2 separate regions of the Mus musculus genome follow, and region 2 is linked to region 1. Evidence: chromatin contacts called from public HiChIP or PLAC-seq data. All regions are on one chromosome and are shown on one strand. The core of a region is the stretch at or near the end of the contact, and the rest is flanking DNA. Distances in the headings are between cores, read along the strand shown. Region 1 overlaps Itga2 (integrin alpha 2). Region 2 holds the start of Itga2 (integrin alpha 2).

What was found. HiChIP or PLAC-seq counts read pairs in DNA pulled down with a chosen protein or histone mark.
Region 2: a BATF HiChIP or PLAC-seq map of CD8 T cells shows a contact between it and region 1, with 17 read pairs. The contact joins the promoter of Itga2 here to the enhancer-like site in region 1. A contact is called at or near these places in 4 of 39 promoter capture datasets (HPC-7-derived erythroid cells, liver, maxillary cranial neural crest and 1 more), 1 of 15 datasets of contacts at CTCF or cohesin (CD8 T cells), 6 of 484 Hi-C or Micro-C datasets (CD8 T cells, Th1 cells, natural killer cells and 2 more), 4 of 115 datasets of contacts at active chromatin or transcription factors (CD8 T cells, bone marrow-derived macrophages, memory CD8 T cells and 1 more) and 3 of 9 other capture datasets (adipose tissue, embryonic stem cells and liver).

What each region holds. Positions count from the first base shown.
Region 1 is chr13:114,876,024-114,881,216 of GRCm38.p6, reverse strand. It overlaps Itga2 (integrin alpha 2), which reads left to right. Exons shown (of 30, transcript NM_008396.3): 5 at 172-286; 6 at 541-668; 7 at 3,448-3,596. Among named protein-coding and RNA genes, the nearest start is that of Gm34845, 45 kb to the left of the region's middle. Within about 2 kb of position 2,351, at least 15 of the 459 cell types and tissues checked have an H3K27ac peak or open chromatin away from gene starts, as enhancers often do. A contact at or near this core is called in CD8 T cells, Th1 cells and memory CD8 T cells, where this site is marked.
Region 2 is chr13:114,929,670-114,934,862 of GRCm38.p6, reverse strand. Itga2 (integrin alpha 2) reads left to right here and starts at 2,763. Exons shown (of 30, transcript NM_008396.3): 1 at 2,763-2,987. The coding sequence starts at 2,930.

The sequences.
Region 1 (5,193 bases), core at 1,102-3,601:
TGGGCACAAAAGTAATAGACAAAAGTGTATACAGGTCAAATGCACACACACACACACACACACACTTATATATTTGGTGAATCTTGGGAAAGTATGGTGTCTTAATTCCATAAAAGTAGAGGTAGAAAGTTACATTGCCTGTGTGTATATTATTTTCTCCTTTCTTTGAAGACCTGTGGTCCTCTCTGGGCACATCAGTGTGGAAATCAGTATTATGCAACTGGGATCTGTTCTGATGTTAGTCCAGACTTTCAGTTCTTGACCAGCTTTTCACCTGCAGTTCAGGGTAAGTCATGAATGTCAAAGAGATCTGAGCAATGTCTTAGAGTCAAAGAGGGAGGGGCTACAGTCAAAGGGGAGGGATTACAGTCAAAGGGGGAGGAGTTCCAGTCAAAGTGCGAGGGGTTACAGTCAAAGGGAGAGGGGTTAGAGTCAAAGGGGGAGTCCCACTCAACCTCTCTGTGAGTCTGAAGTTTATGTGATTGTGACATTTGACTTATCTTTGAAAACAATGTGTTTTTGTCATCTCTTTCTGCACAGCTTGCCCTTCCCTCGTGGATGTTGTAGTTGTATGTGATGAATCAAACAGTATTTATCCTTGGGAAGCAGTAAAGAACTTTTTGGTAAAGTTTGTGACAGGCCTGGATATAGGACCTAAAAAGACACAGGTAAGGACATCAAAAACAAACAAACAAACAAACAAACAAGCTCACAGCTTGCTTTTGGAGAAAATAATGTTAGATATGAAGTTTTAAATTTTCATTTGGCAAAATATTCATATTAAATGAATGTAATGGTAACCTGGAAAATTAATTGAACTATATATTTCTAAGGTCAGTATTCTACCTATATGACTTGGTTCAATGTTGTTAATTTTATAGTTTTATTTTTGACAGAGGCATTAAAAATGGTGTATAGCATTTAAGTCTCTTTCAAAACTGCTTTTTAAAATTTTTTAACCCATGAGGTAATTAATAATACATTTTAAGGGAATAGAGAGATGACTTGGAGGTTAAGAATACATCCTGCTCTTGCAAAGGAACCAGGTTTAGTTCCCAGACTACAGTTCCAGTCCCAGGAGGTTCAAGGTCCTTTGTCCTCCACTGACACCTGTGCATACATGGTGCACATAAACTCACATACATGTGAATATATATATATATATATATATATATATATATATATATATATACATATATACATATATATACACACACACATACACACACACACACACACACATATATATATATATATACACAAATAAATAAAAAATAATAACTTTTTAAATTGGACACATATTTTTTCTTAATACCTATTTTGACCAATAGTGAATTCTTATTTACACCTTTCTGGTAAAAAAAAATTACGTGAATTGTGTGAAATTTAACAATAATTCAGTAAACATAATTCTAACATTAGTTTATAGCCTTTAGTTTATAATCTAGGCTAATTTGCTTTGTATTTTAACATAGGAGCAAGTATTTTCAATAATTTGAAACTGTTTTATATGTTTTCAGAAGTCTCTAATTGGATGCTATTATATCTTCTTGATGTATGGACCTAAAACTCAGGCACAAAAGTTTCATAATTTCCCAAGACTAAATAGTACACACTTTAAAAAAAAATAACAGCTACTCACTAAATAAATGCAGGAGCATTTCTGGAGCCCAAGATTCTGAAACTGGCCTGGACAACAGAGCGAAACCTAGAAGGAAGGAGAGTGTAGGGGAGGGAAGGAGAGAGAACAGAGAGGGGTAATTCCTAGATATCTTGAGTTGTTTTTTCTTCACTATCATCATCATCATCACCACCACCATCACCACCACCATCACCATCACCATCCTCTTCTCTTTTTCCGGTGTCTGACTCAATCTACTACTCATAGGTCCTTCTGGCCGAGCAGCAGCATCCCCGGAGAGCAGTTCACTGGCATCTGATAGGCTGAAACCTCACACCTAGTCACAGCTATTGCAACAGTTTTCCTTATTCTTTGAAGATATCTTTAGTGAAAATTCACTTTTCTGGTTCCCTTTAAGGTATTATTTTTAAAAAGGGCATTGCTTTTCTATGCCAGGGGAGTGAGCAAACTGCTTTCGGAGACCATGGAAATTCCACTAGTTTCACTAGAAACTTCTAGTTATGAAGACTACATATCACACTGGTTTCTGGAGAACAGCGCCTTTAGATCTCCTGAAGTACAGAGCTTTCACGCTTGTCTGTTTCTTCTGCCTATGAGTCAGTTATCACACCTGTCACAGCTGATTCGACAGTCGCCAGGTTTCAGGACTATTCTCAGATTCATCTTCCTGCCACCCTCCATTGTCCCCTTGCCTAGAGGAAGCTGAGTTGTCTCTCCACTCAAGCACATACGTCATAAACCCTCCTCTCCTGACACTCAGGCCTCGGCTGCGTCCTGAGGATCACATGCGGCTGACATCATCAGTCACTTTTGAATTGCTTGCACATCTTCTCTTAAAGAAAGATGCCCAGGATGATCAGCGTGTTTCTCATGTCTCCGTCCCCCCCCCCCCCCCCGTGGCTGTCATACCACCTCCCAGGCAATGCTACAGACTGGACTCAACAATCAAGGGCTGTCCTTCCACGCCCTGATATCCTTACCTCAGAGACTCTTGTGTCTCTTAGAGAGCCTCTTGCCCCTCATTCCTATTTCCTGGTTACACATCTCCTAGGCTGGGAGAATACTTTCAATGCTCAGGAACAGGCTTATTGATAGAAATATGTACGTTTCTTAAACTAAAGGATTAGACTATGCTCCTCCCCCAAACATCCTGCTCAGAAGTTTATCTTTCTGTTAGCTCTCTCAAGTAAGTTTCTTTCTGATGCTGGATCCTCTAAAGGTCAGAAGTTCCTTGCCCCATATGTGCATCCAACACCCTTGCTCTGACAATGCTCAAACCCACAGTAAGGGAACTCCAACCATCATCAATCAAATAGAGTACATTGCTTAGGGGTGTGTGAGGTTCTCTTCAATTCAACTCCGACTCTGTTACATAACTACTCTCAACTAAGGAGGTGCTAGTCTCCACCTCCGATTACTTATAGCTGTCTTCAAGGTTCTACCCATTGATAACGAGAGATCTTATTTATTTGTATATGTTTTAATATTTGTGTTAGAAACCTGAGCCTAATATTCATTTGCATTAAGTACACTAAGGAAGTGCTTTAAGAATCTATAGTTACTTTTGAACCAAAAGTGTAAACTGTAACAGATTATCTTGCTTGGTAGTCATGCTCCTGTCACACACTCATGGCCTTGAACAAAGCTCATTCCACAGAAAGAGGAATAATTGTCAAGCTCAGAATTGAAATGAGTTCCTTTAAGCTATTGGCTCACATCGAAACTCACCTTGAGTTCTTATTATATTGGTTAAGTATGAGATGTTTATAAGCTAATTACAGTCATAAACTTCTGCTCTTTTCCAGGTGGCGTTAATTCAATATGCCAATGAGCCGAGAATTATATTTAACTTGAACGATTTCGAAACCAAAGAGGATATGGTCCAGGCCACATCTGAGACGCGCCAACATGGTGGGGACCTCACAAACACCTTCAGAGCTATCGAATTCGCAAGGTAAGTTTTGCTGCTATCAGGTAAAAGCTTTGACAACGTGGAAGGACAAATAGAAAGAAAAGAAAACGGAAAGGGCAAAAGAAGAGTGACAAGGGTGGAACCAAGTCTGAGCTTTCTGATCGGCTCCCCTTGACAGGACCCAGAGGAAATCAGGCTACACACCACAGTCATGGGACTGCCAGAGATGGAATGGTTTTATATGATTTTTTGACATGAATTGCACAATTTTGCAAAGGCTATAGATTAAAATACTATAGATGAAACAATCTACCACTGTTCGTATTAACGGCAAACAAATTAAGCTAGTATGGTATTCTATACATACTAATGAAGCTCATGGGATAATACACACAAGAATCTGAATGCTGAGATTATCTATCATGTCTGCTGCAACCCACATGGAGTGTGACCTTCACAGCTGCATGGCTTCCATCCCTTTCTTACCTCAGTTTCTCCTTTTCAATTCTGTAAGCTTTAATAGACACTTTACTAAATGTTCGCCTGTCATTTTTTTTTTTAAGATGAGAACAAATGTGCTTGCCCTTACACCCGATCCCAGCCTTGTCCATCTCCTGGTTCTGTTCCTTCAAACACCATTAAAACAAGTTGCCGCCATCTTCTTGCCTCTTCTTCCTTGAACGTTGTAGCTCTGCCACTAAGTGAACATGGTGTCTCCATCAGCTATCCTAGCACTTCCCCGTCGAGCCCCACTGTCCTGAGCTCCTCTGAACATTTGATAAGGACAGACAGACACGCTGCTATGAACTCAGTCTTCACTGAACACCACAGACTTCTGCGATCCCCACCAATGTTTTCTCAACAGCTCTGCTCTCTTCACTGACTCCATCTTCTGGTTTTTCTTCACTGAACAAAGCCCTCTCTCTTCTGCTCCACTGTCCGCTCCGTTAGGAATAATGTCCCTCCCTTGCTGTGAGTTCCAGCCCTGTGTGGGCTACCCATTGCTTTATATCATCACTTAACTCTCTTTCCAAAGTCATCAGTCAACTCTCCCTGAAGATGAGCATCTCTATTGGGCAAGTACCAACTCACTTAGCACATTCAGTAAGTCCTGAACCAGCCCCATTCCTTTCCCACACTGCTTATGATGCTGGTGTCTGTTTACCCAGTCATCACGTGAACAAAACACTCATTGTGTCATCTTCCCACTCCCTCTAAGATACATATCTGGCCCACACTTGCCATGTCTGTCTCACCATTCCCTGTCTTATCGGACCCTTCATTTTCTGTGTACTGAAGTAGAAGCTTTCATTGACTGGTAAGATTTTCTTCAAATGTCTCAAAAGAGAGTATCCATAAGAGAAGATGTGACTGGCTTCATCCTTCCTGTCTCTGTCTCTTTGGTGGCTGGACCATGTCATAAACTGAAGGCCATAAACATGAGTCACTTGTCATTAAGTGGAGAGCCATTTCCAGTCCAGTAACCCAGATTGAGGAAAGAATGTTGTCAAAATAACCTTGGAGGATGCCTGCCTTCAGCAGAGAATGTAGCTGGGGCCTATCCCCAAGGGAAAAAACTTGGGGTCCTGGCAAGTGTTCCAAAATAGGGCCTGGTCACTGTTTGTTTAGGTGTGGATTG
Region 2 (5,193 bases), core at 1,514-4,013, 53 kb before region 1:
AGATTTCCTGAGTCTTACACCAGTCCTAGGAAGAATAAGCAGCAGACAAAGAGGGGTAAACTGAAATGCTGGAGAATGGACGAAAATGGCAAACATGATCACCTTTATCAAGAGCATCCTTTGATGAGTGTGGAGCTGGGGTTTTTATGGCCGTCCACATTGACAGACGTTACTGTGGCAAGCATTCTCTGTTTAACTGCTCCAACAAACCAGGAACCAAGTGATAGTGTATGAGTTAGCAAGAAGTCAAGAACTAAGGACCATTGGGGGGAAAATACTGCTTATTAAATTTTTATACAATTTTAGAGGATTATGTAAAATCATCACAGGTTTAGAGACTATATAGTTCTGTGTTACAATACATTAAGCCTTATGATTTAACTCAAAGGACATGCAACAACAGGGTCACATGCTGAGCCAGATATGAGAATTAACATGTCTTTTTAAAAAGACAGATATTAGAATAATTAACAAAAATATAGAGCAATGCCATTCTTTTGATTTACAATGAAAAAATATTTTCTTAAATATATGACATTTCTGCAAATATGTAATAGTTTCTGGTATTAAAAATTAATACACAAATATCTGAAAATTCTCTGTTTTAATATTTTATATGGTAAATGTAATTTTTAAAAGTTCTTTAATAGTTTGAATGGCATAAAAAGGACCTGAGGCTACAGTGGGAAAGCCCAGCCCTTGCCTATTTCCTGACGGGGATGTGGTTTCCAAACTAACTAACCCAGGCAAGGTATGTGTTAGGTAAGACTGCCAAAATTATTTTCTTTCAGCTCCTTCATGCTAGTTAAATATTGTAACCCACAAATTTGCTCTTTGTTTCCTAACATTTTTGCCTGCTCTGAAAGAAACTCTACAGCCCCTTATCTGACCTGTGTCCAATAGCAGTATGGTGCTCATTTATCCTGTTCTAAGAGCAACACGCCCCCAAAAGATATGCTTCCTTCTCACCAACTCAGTCAAAACACATTACGAAGAGCCACCCTGCTTCCCAAACAAGAGTCTGCTGCAAACAGAACTCACATTTCAGTGAGTCAGAAGGGAACAGGCAGATAGTCATCTCCTTGAAACCTGGCAGGCTTCCTACCAGGAGTCTGAGCTGCCCGGCTGTGTGTCAGGGTTAGTGAGCAGTCACCTCAGAGCTCTCTGGTCTTACTAAGCACTCAGAGCACCGAAGGTCAGAAGTGTCTTTTAGGGTGTATAAGTAAAGAAATAGTGGGTGAGTGAGGCAGCCTGGGGGCTATGAGGTTCGAGGGTGCTGAATATAGGACATTAATCATAAGTTCTAGCGGCCGGTGAGCTCCAACTTGGTACCGTCATGAGTCTAGCTGGTCATCCAGTCTAGCCTATTTGGCAAGATCCAATCCGGTGATAGACTATCGCAACACAAAAGGTGGATGGTTGTAGGGAATAACACTTAGGTTTGTCCCCTGGCGGGCATACATGTGTGTCTACACAAACACACACATCAGCACACATAAACCTGCACACATATGCACACACACAAAGAAGTAGAGGTTCCAGTTCTACCTACCGTTTTATAAATAGGTTTAAAGCGTTTGGCTTTTCCCAAGTGGCTACGTCTGTCCCACCTGGAAGTTGCTCGCTTGCTCTATGGACCTGGGGAGTCCCTTCTTGCTCAGAGGCCTGCTCCCAAGAGATTTTGAATGAGCAATAGCCATTAGACAAGCAATTCTTTATTTTACAAAACCTTTTGAGTGCTTCAGAAAGTAGGCACTGGAATAATTCTAGCCTCATCAATGGGCAGGAACCTGCGGCTGAGCTTCTACGGATATTGGGTTTAAAGACGATTAAAAGTGCATGTTCTATTTCTTGGATTCAAAAGTGAAAGACCCAGATGAATGCTGTCTTTCCAGAATCGGAAAGTTTGGGAAATGGCAAGGCACGAGCTCAGGAGGAGAGATTCTCAACCCGTGGGTTGCGACCCCCCTTCCATCGGTGTACCCTAAGATATTGGGAAACACAGATGTTACATAACAATTCAGAATCAGAGAAGTAGCAACGATAATAATTTTAAACGATAATAATGTTGAGGTCACCACAACATAAAGAACTGTGTTGAAGGGTCGCGGCACTAGAAAGGTTGAGACCCACTGCATTTGAGCCCCTGTCAACTCTTCTCACCTGTCCTGAAATAAATCAGGTAAACTCAGTGATCCAACTCCTCATCGTCTCAGAAATGAACAATCCCCACCCCCCTCTCTCTCCCTCACACCCCTCTGTGGTGCAAAAATAGTACCTCAGGGATAATCATAGCTTGAGAGCAGCTCTTTCTGATGACTTAGTGTCGAACCTGGTCATTCCGAGCTTATTTCTGTCCCTTTCTCCACCCACTCAGGAAAAGCAGAGAAGGGCACACACTGTTCAGGTCCCCTGGCTCTTCTTCTGAGTTATTGAGGGCTATGGCTTGATACAACTGCGTTGGGGGGTGGAGGGAACTGCCTAGGAGTTAGTTTCCTGTGGACAGAGGACGAAGAGATGTTGGTTGTGGGTGGATCCTGAGCTCTTGGGTCTGGTGAGCTAGAACAGTTTGGTACAGGTAGGAAAAAGCCACCGGGCTGGAGTCGCGTCCGCACTGTCTGTAAGATGCCGAGGGCTCCGTGGGCGTCCATGGATCTTGACTCCTTTTTCAGAGCGCTGGAGGAGCCACAGACGCTGAGGGGCTGGGCTCCGTGGGGCGTGGCAGGACAGATCCGGAGTTTGCCCAGGCTGGAGGGGCAGGCAGGGGCGGTTCCTAGCTCAGAAGCTGCAAGCAACTTTTCCTTGCTCTCATTCAGGCTGGAGAGAACTCCTCCGTACAGTTTCTGGAAAGTCTAGCCTCTGGGAGCCCTGGATCGAGGATACTGTGTGCACCCCCAGAGCACTTTAGATTCCCCAGCGCAGACCCAAGATGGGACCGGGACAGGCAGGGGGCGCGCTCCTGCTGCGGCTGCTAATGCTAGTTCAAGGTAAGTCTGAACTCCACTGCGCGTCCGCGTCCGAGGCTGGAGAGACCCGCTTTGGTCCTAGAAGACCAGGGAGGGATCGAGTGCTGCTCTGGAGCTGGCGATGTCTGCTCTGCATCTATGTGGACTCGGGATCCAGGCTTCGTGGAGCCACTTGAACAAACAGGACAGACAGACAGACACAGACACACAGACACACACACACACACACACACACACACACACACACACACACACCCCACATCCTCATTAAGACGTGTTTCACCCGATCAAGCATCCTTCAAAGTCATCTTTCTAAGAGGTTTGGGTTTAGAGATGTTCTCACACCCACAGATTTGGAGCGTTTGTGGGTGGCCAGCAGACCACGCATCCAGCCTCCCAGCTTCCCGCGGATCCCCAGCAGGTGCTGAACTAGCTCTGAACCAGGAACCGGGGATCCAGCTCTGGGCTGCAGCATGCAGCTCTCAAAGGGTGGCTTTGCAGGAAACTTTGATGTGTATTTTTCACCCCGCGCGCACAATGCCCCCTATTCTTATTTCAGGAAGGAGCACTGGTGTTTCTTTCCATAGGAGGAAGAAAAGCCAATCAACTAGGCAGAGGGGGCACTCTTCCTTCCCTCCTGCCTTCCTTTTATTGTTGTAATGTCCTTCAAAGAAAGTAAATTTAGGCTGGTTCTCTCCACTCTCTTGATCCACAAGGCAAGGGGATTAGCTGAGACTGGTGCCAGGCTGCCTGACCTGACTTCCTTTGCATTAAGTAAGGAAGGAGAGTGGGGAAGGCAGGCTGCTGAGAGGCTCAGGAGAACTTTCTCTCCACCTTTATCCACAGCCTGGTCATGCCCAAGATGAAGGATTTTAAGGTAGTTGAGGGGAGATGGGAGGGGACGGTGTGTGTGTGGGGGGGATTGCATTAAACAGCTAACAAAATAGCAAAGTGGTCACTGGATGTCACTTAATTTTTACAAAGAAGGAAAGTATTCCTTTTTTTTTTTTTTTTTTTTCTAGACAGGGTTTCTCTGTCTAGCCCTGGTTGTCCTGGAACTCACTTTGTAGACCAGGCTGGCCTCGAACTCAGAAATCCGCCTGCCTTTGCCCCCCAAGTGCTGGGATTAAAGGTGTGCGCCACCACGCCCCAGCAGAAAGCATTCCTTAATCTGTGCTTCTCTGAGGTTCATCTTTCTTTAAGGTTGAGGAAAACTAGTCCAGGTTCGCCTTGTGGAATTTTTTGTCTGTTGGAGAAGAGAGAAATATGTCCCTATCCCGATTCTGTCGCAGACACAGAGCACTGCTAATTGTTGGGACGCTAACCTGTGCCCCCATGCCTCACACATGTTCTGCCCTAGAGAAACACAGTTGATCTGAGGGGCCATCGGGTCTAATCTAGGGGTTTAAGACAGTTGGATTGGATTCTGACCTTCAGACTCTGGAACTCTCTCTCTCCTAAGAGGAACTAGAAACCCAAACCCTGGCTTTTCATCTCTTTTTAATTGTCGGTATTATTAAAAGGAGCCATCGAAGCACAGCACCATTTTCTGATCTTTGAAATGTTGAGGCTTGTTCTGGGAGGAGCCCTTGAGAAGGACCTGGGTGGAATGTGTTGCCGAAAGGCATGAAGTCAGGTACCCAGTTTTCTTCTGCAGTTAGTTAATTGGGATGATTCAATGTCAGAAAGCAGACAGGATTTATATGACACCTGTATAAAATGACTCCACGTGTTTATTTCTCTCTTTCTGGTTCAGTTGTTTGTATATCTAAGGACCACATTTTCTCTTTATTTTAATCATCTAATTAAATAAAATCATACAATCAAGTTTTGCCATTTAAGAGAGCAGTGGAGATTCATAAGTGGGCAACATAATTTTGGATATTTTGGGTATCTAAGGTTGAGATGCAGCTGAAAGTTCTAGGTCCCTGGTACTTTAAACTTTCATTTTATCCTCCCTATATGAACATTTTGAACATAGCACTAAACAGACACACTTATTATTATTTATAGATCACAGACATGCACAATTGTGATGCAAATATATACAGAAGTTAAAATGTAAAGGCAAGCATAAATGTGTGTCTCTACACCTTACATTCTCCACAGCACACGGGCAGACAACACTAGACGCAAACTCATTTTGGATCTTATTTTAGCACTTAGATTCAAATCTCTTTTTCCCATAATCCCCTCACGAGTGGATAAGAGGAACAAGCACTCAGTT